2 separate regions of the Mus musculus genome follow, and region 2 is linked to region 1. Evidence: chromatin contacts called from public promoter capture Hi-C data. All regions are on one chromosome and are shown on one strand. The core of a region is the stretch at or near the end of the contact, and the rest is flanking DNA. Distances in the headings are between cores, read along the strand shown.

Region 1 (3,465 bases), core at 337-2,836:
AATAAAAGGCCCCTGTGAAGTACTGAAGCTGTCCATGACCAACATGTATGCCTTCCTGAAACCATGACCTTCACACAGACTACCTCACTGGGACCTTCTCACAAATTCCATCTCTAGAGTCCCTTCTAGGGAAACACAGATGGACCAGTATTAATCATCACTATAAAACTTATAATCTTCATAATTAGTCACTTCCAAGATGCAAAAATTCTAGAAGGATTGCTTAGAAAATGAGACTAGAAATATTCACAATCCATTCCTTTGTTCTGAAATGTAGACGTCGGGTTGAAATCTGCAAAAGCTACCTGGGTTAAATATAATGTTTGCATTGTGATTCTCTAGTGGTTTCAGGAAACTGCAAAAGGTCTGTGTTTATTGATTGTTATCTGTGAGAGAAAGTGTAGACACCGTCAGAAAACTCTTCACTATTCAGATATTTTCTTCTGTCTTCCGTCATGGTAGGAAGGAGGCAGGAGGATGGTCTAAGAAGCCACCCCCAGACTCACCCCAGCCTCATTTCTGCATTATGGGCTCTTGCTGTTAGATATTTGTCATCTTTGTAAATGTGTAGAGGAAAGTCGGGCAGTGGTTCAATCAGTCAGAACCACTCTGGGCTGGGGATTTAGCTCAGTGATTTCAACAATAGAATCTTTATCTAGCGCGTGCCAAAACCCTGGACTCGGTCTTCTGCAGGGAAAGAATAAAAGCAAACAAAACCAAAACTCACTGCACACATGAAAACATTTGACAGACGACACGTGCCCATAAACGGGGTTTCAAAAGTTTATTTGTTGTATCTGGTGTCAAATACCTGTATGCACTGGCACTAGGGAGGCTGCACTGCAGATTAGCCTAGGCTGCATGGCAAGATCTTGAAACCAAAGAAAACAACCCAAACCAAAGGAAAACCAAAACAATACAGCAACAACAAATCTCCCTTTCCATACATTATCTACTTTGGAAGAAATGCCCTCAATCTGTAAATTATAGTCTCGCCTCCTTAACTCCAAACAAGTGAAGCAAATAATTTCTCTTTTTGGAGCCTATCTCATCTTCTCATCTGTAAAATGAGTGTATTGGACTAAGCAAGCTCTCAAATCCCTTGCAATTTGAACACTGCCGTGAGACGGAAAAATACTGTAGAGGTTTTGGATTTAGGGCACAGGAGAAACTGTTTCCGCATTTATGTTTCTAGAGTCAGAAATATGACAGCAGTAGGAATGCGCGAAGTGGGGCGTAGTGAGACAGGAGACACAACCCGGGTCAATTTAGGTGGGCTTTTTTTTTTTTTTTTTTTGGCACTTACAGGGTAAGCAACCGGATGGTTGCTAGGCAACTGCATCTCTCGTTAGCACGGAGGACCCTGTCCGAGGTGTCTAAGTCACTACCTGTTTCTTTTAAAGGCTTGGTGGCTTTTCAAAGTTAATGCAATCTATTGTCATTAAAAGAACACTTTTTTGCCAGCAATTCTTTGCAAACTCTCTGGCTGAGGTCGGCTCTCAGAGGCTTTCCCGTCCCCTGTTTTCAGGCGCGCTGCGGACACCTCCTTAGCCAGGCCCCGCCGTTGCGCGTTGCTCAGCAAAGCCAGACGCCTCCCGCTCGCTGCTCCCGAACCCCGCCCTCCCCGGGCCGGGCTCTGGGTACAGGGCCTCTGGGTTCCTTGAGGGTTGTCCCGGACCACCATGGGCTCAGAGATGGAGCCACTGCTCCGGGCCTGGAGCTATTTTAGACGCAGGAAGTTCCAGCTCTGCGCCGATCTATGCACGCAGATGCTGGAGAAATCCCCTTATGATCAGGTACCTGGCCGGCCCCAGGCAGTCTGTGGATCCTCTTTGCTGAGGCCATGGGCTCAGGGCGGGATCCCTCTGTCCCCTGAGGGAGGCCCGGGAGGAGGGCCCAAGAAGAAGTTGCCTGTGTAATCCGCAAAGGCACCTGGAGCGAGACTCTTTGGAATCCTGGACAGTAGGTCCCTGCCTTTTGCATCCCCTGGGAATCCTGAGTCCTGTGCTTTGACAGCTCCTGCTATAAACTTCAGCACACCTTTTTCAGAATTAGTTATATTTAAAGGGACTCTGTTAAGTTTGTGAGGGGCTTTGATAGTTCATTGGTCATTCACTGGTCACACTCCTAACTTGGTTGATTTCTAAAAAGGAAAATATATATGTGAACAAAGACTTGAGATGCAGCCGCCTTTAAACACAGCTGTCTTTTGGTCCAGATAGTGAAGCACGCGATCTACCGCATTTTTAGACCTCTGTCCAAGTGTGAAGGAACTTTTGTTTCTGAGTCATGAATTCAACTGGAGGCAAGATAGAAGAATGAGAATGTAGATGAGGGAAGGATATATTTATTTTTAAAGAAACTACCTGGGCAAGAGAAACTTTTCTTGTAGGAGGGAAATATAAGACAGAAGAAGACCTGATAGCCTTGGTTAGAAGGACATATAACAGTTCAACATGAAGGTATACTCCTGTACAGCAAGGGGATCAGTAGTTCAAAGCCATGCTCAGCTAGGTAGAGAGTTCAAGGCCAGCCTGGTGAGCTAAAGGAGAACCTGTCTTTAAAGGGGATCGGGCAAAAGGGAACTTAATAAATACAGCATTATTGTGTATAATGAATGCAAAGGTCAATAATGAATGGGGGAGGTATCACGAACATTATCATTGAATAAATAGCCCCTGGAAGAGGCGAGAAGAAAAACAGGAGCCTAAGAGTAGAGTTGTGCCAGTTTGGCAGTGCTTTTAGGTACATGCACAGTGTATTGTACCTATTCAGACCCTGGTTTTCTTGCTTTCCCTCTAGTGGTGTTGCCTTGGAGTTGTTAGGAAAGAAAGGGAAAGCTAGAAAAGCCTGAGTGTGAAGGTTGTTCCTGGACTCTGCTGCTCTCTGAGCGAATGGATGAAGGATGCTCAAATAAATGGTCATAGGCGTCCGGCAGAACAAACTGTATTGGTGGTGATTCTAGAAGTGTTGTTATTATTCATGCTCAGTAAAGGACTGTGAGTGTGTAGATGGAGATTTTTTTCCCCCCAAGAGCGTTGCTTGGTACATTGGTCCTACAAAGGCTGCTAAAGACATTTCCAGCACAATCCAGCATGCTTTGGAACAAGGCAGTATAAAATCTCTTTACCATTGTTACAAGGGAAGTTTGTTAAGACCTTTGGATGTACCAGACATTGTTCTAGGCTCAGTGGTTCTCAAGAACATTATGTGTTGTTTTCATTGAGTTGGGATGGTTTCCCCAGCACAGGATTCCCAAGAGTTGCTTACTGGACGCTTCCTCATTAAATGCCAGCAGGGAATGTATACTCCTCTCTCTCTCTCTCTCTCTCTCTCTCTCTCTCTCTCTCTCTCTCTCTCTCTCTTTATTCACACATTTATTTGACCACAAATGCATTGAGAACATTGAAGAAATTCAGATGAAAAAGTATCAAGTAATATGTCTCTTAAATTGCTGAACATTCC
Region 2 (3,465 bases), core at 633-3,132, 1.1 Mb after region 1:
AATCTCTGTGAGGCCACAGCACTGTTCGTTCTTTCCTGTGGTTGCTGACTGACCTCCTCACCTCAGCTTGCTGTCTGGTTAAGCTTGTACCTTTGATAGAATGAGAGACCGGGGAAGAATGGGTGTGTTTGGAGAAAGCTCATTATTGCCTGTGGAAAACCACCTGCAATATCATGCCCCTGCAGTGGGCACAAACAGCATTTCCTTGTCTTAGAGATAATGATTTTTAACTCTTCCAAGCTGTCTTAGTCAGGGTTTCTATTCCTGCACAAACATCATGACCAAGAAGCAAGTTGGGGAGGAAAGGGTTTATTCGGCTTACATTTCCATACTGCTGTTGATCACCAAAGGATGCAGGACTGGAACTCAAGCAGGTCAGAAAGCAGGAGCTGATGCAGAGGCCATGGAGAGATGTTCTTTACTGGCTTGCTTCACCTGGCTTGCTCAGCCTGCTCTCTTATAAAACCCAAGACTACCAGCCCAGAGATGGTCCCACCCACAAGGGGCCTTTCCCCCTTGATCACTGAGAAAATGCCTTACAGTTGGATCTCATGGAGGCATTTCCTCAACTGAAGCTCCTTTCTCTGTGATAACTCCAGCTGTGTCAAGTTGACACAAAACTAGCCAGTACACAAGCTTCAGTCAGTCCTTTTTTGTTTGTTTGGTTTTTTGCTTTTTCTTCCTATTATGGGACACAGCCTTAGAAGATTTGTCAGAACCTGGCTGAAATTGGACATCAGCAGGAATTTTAATAAAGATTAAACTTCTTCTTAAGAAATAAGATGTTTGTGGATACTTGCACAGACTGAAAGAAAATATACCAAAGCAGCTAAAACAAGAGCAGCTGGCCTTACTTAGTTCCTACCCCAAGCTGAGGGCTTTGCCCATGGTCTCAGCTAATACCCATGTTCTTCTATTGTGCTCTGTCTCCCGCCTTCCAAATGGGGAAAGCGAACCAGAGATGTGTTGACTCTCTTGGCAGGAAGGCATCATTAGGGCTGTTCGTTTCTCTTGTTCTGCATTTTCTATGACAAGTGTGTTCGTGTAAATGATGTATTTTAAATGCTATAAACAAGTGCTAAGAAAAACAAGGCAGGAGTTGCATTTGGTGGTCGATGACTGTAACCCAGGAACTCTAGAGGCAGAGGCAGGGGATTGTGAATTCAAAGCCAGCCCAAACTACATAGCCAAATCTTGTCTCAAACAAAAAACAAACAAAACCAAAACAAAACAACCAAGGGACAAGGATTATGGTATAATGATTGTGCACTGCCCTAGCATGTAAAAAGCCCTGATTCAATTCCTAGCTCTATAGAAGACCATCATAGAGAGCTGAGGGGTGACTCACTGGTAGAGCTCTTGCCTGCCAAGCACAAAGCCCTAGGTTCCAGCCCCGCTGCTACAAAATGCAGAAACTTCCAAGAAGAAGCAAAACGAGCTGCCTTCCTGAATTGGGGCAGGGAAGCAGAAGATGACCTGTAGACCATGGCCATGATGTCTTGGGAGCCTTTAACATTTGTGAGTCTTGCTGAAGCACCTCGACTTGTATTTTTGTTTCATGGTCTAGGGATCAAATCCAAGGCCTTGTGCACGTTCTCCCCCACCAAGGCACACCTTTGACCTCCAACTTCCCTCACAGAGTCATTTGTAGACATTTTCTGTGGCATGTTGTTAACTGGCAGAGGAATCCATCCAGTGGTTCATTTGGGGACACACCTCCACACTGCCGACGGGGGTCTTCTAAGAAAAGCATGCAGCTCTGTGCTCAGTCCTCCACAGGGACTCACTCAAAAAGAGAACAGAGATAAGGATGAGTAGGTTTTATGAACAAAAAAAACCCCTCCCTGTACTGATGACTTCTTGGCAAAGAAAAAGAGGAAATGAGCCTCCCACCGATGGCAATGGCAGGCTCCCTGGGCTGAGGTCAGCATTTATCTCCCTGTGAGCCAAGAGAAAGGGGTCCCGAAGGCTCCCTCCTGCTTCCTCCAGGCCCAGAGCCGAGGAAAGATGCTCTGTAAGTGGTTTTTCAGATTTTCTCAGCACCAAAGACTTGGAGCATCCATAGCTTTCTGTTGGATGGTTGCAATCTAGCGTCCGGTCTTGAGAACACTCAACCTTACTCCCATATGGCTGGTGATTTCCATGCACCCATAGATGTATGATAGAGAGAGCATAGCTTTCTGTGGCCTGTCTCTGTGGAGGGAGGCGCTTCAGGGTGGAGAAGGTCAGGGGCATTCAGCACTCTGTTTAGCTTTGGGCCACGCTGACACACTTTCCTAAGCAGGGGAAACCTTGGTTCTGTGCTCAAGTTCTGACTCCTGGTTTTGTAGAGGGACCTTGCCTTCTTTGCATGGCATTAAGGAAAACTTCATAGGGGCTCTCACAAGATGGCTCAGACAGTGAAGAACTTGCTGTGAAGGCCTGAGGGCTGGAGTCTGAATCTGCAGTATCCCTATAAAAAGCCAGATGTGGAAGGAGGCGCCTCAAAGGCCCAAGTCCTCGGGAGGCAGGCAGCTTGCAGGTTGGCCAATCTGGAAGAGTCTATGTGTTCTAGCTTCAGTGAGGGAATCTAACTCAAAAATTAAAGTCAATAGCAATCAAGAAAGATATATAATGTGAATCTCTGCACGTGTATGCATGTGTGTGTGTGTGTGTGTGTGTGTGTGTGTGTGTGTACACACTCGTGCACACACGTGCACACACACCCCAAACTGAAACAATTCATCAGGACACATTCACCCACTACCTCTCCATCCCCATGATAACTGCAATATTCAAAAGCTGCTCTTTTCCCCAGGAGAGAGAAGAATATACACCAATTTTCACCACTTACTGCGCCTAAGAGAACCCACTCTATAGAGTCCCCAGAGCGTATTCCCGGCCAACTCTGTCCTCTCAGCACTCCAAGATACAACTCCTGGCCGAAAGTGTCAAGACCAGGCATCTGTGCAGTAGATGGGTCTCCCAGTGGTACCCACAAATGGAGGTTGGTCTGAAGGTCATGCAGAGCGACCAGGGTGTGCGTGAGCAGCTGGGAGCAGGAGAGGGAGGAGCATGCAGGAAGTCTGTGCACCTTCGATGTACATCCCATGCCTCTGAACTGCTGCAGCCTCCTTTGCGGCAGAGTGACCTCGACGGGCAGATAAGAGATTCCTGGGGTGATTTACAGACCCACTGCCCCATCACAGTCATTTCTGACTGGGGCTGGGACACTGTGTGCAAGTGGCTGCTGGGTGACGTAGAGTGTCTCGGGACAGGCAATCAGGAAGCTCTTTCCAGATGGACACTGAGGTCAAGTTGGCCAGGGAACCTCTGAGAAGACAAAGCAGAAGCCCACAGAGCGGGAGAGACGAGGCCAGCTTCTTACATTTCTGTCCACATTCTTTCTCCTTTTTTTTTCTCTTTTATTGGCACATTAACTGTAAACATCATGGGCCTATTGCCATGCTCTCGTACATGTGCATG

Evidence for each region. Promoter capture Hi-C pulls out the DNA fragments that hold promoters and counts their contacts.
Region 2: a promoter capture Hi-C map of the HPC-7 cell line shows a contact between it and region 1, with 5 times the contacts expected there. The contact joins the enhancer-like site here to the promoter of Ttc8 in region 1. A contact is called at or near these places in 7 of 39 promoter capture datasets (the C10 cell line, the HPC-7 cell line, cranial neural crest and 3 more) and 2 of 115 datasets of contacts at active chromatin or transcription factors (embryonic forebrain and embryonic stem cells).

Annotation. Positions count from the first base shown.
Region 1 is chr12:98,918,988-98,922,452 of GRCm38.p6, forward strand. Ttc8 (tetratricopeptide repeat domain 8) reads left to right here and starts at 1,587. Exons shown (of 14, transcript NM_029553.4): 1 at 1,587-1,796. The coding sequence starts at 1,683.
Region 2 is chr12:100,020,854-100,024,318 of GRCm38.p6, forward strand. The region is part of intron 2 of Kcnk13 (potassium channel, subfamily K, member 13); the gene reads left to right. Among named protein-coding and RNA genes, the nearest start is that of Gm51957, 35 kb to the right of the region's middle. Within about 2 kb of position 1,883, at least 27 of the 459 cell types and tissues checked have an H3K27ac peak or open chromatin away from gene starts, as enhancers often do. A contact at or near this core is called in the HPC-7 cell line, where this site is marked.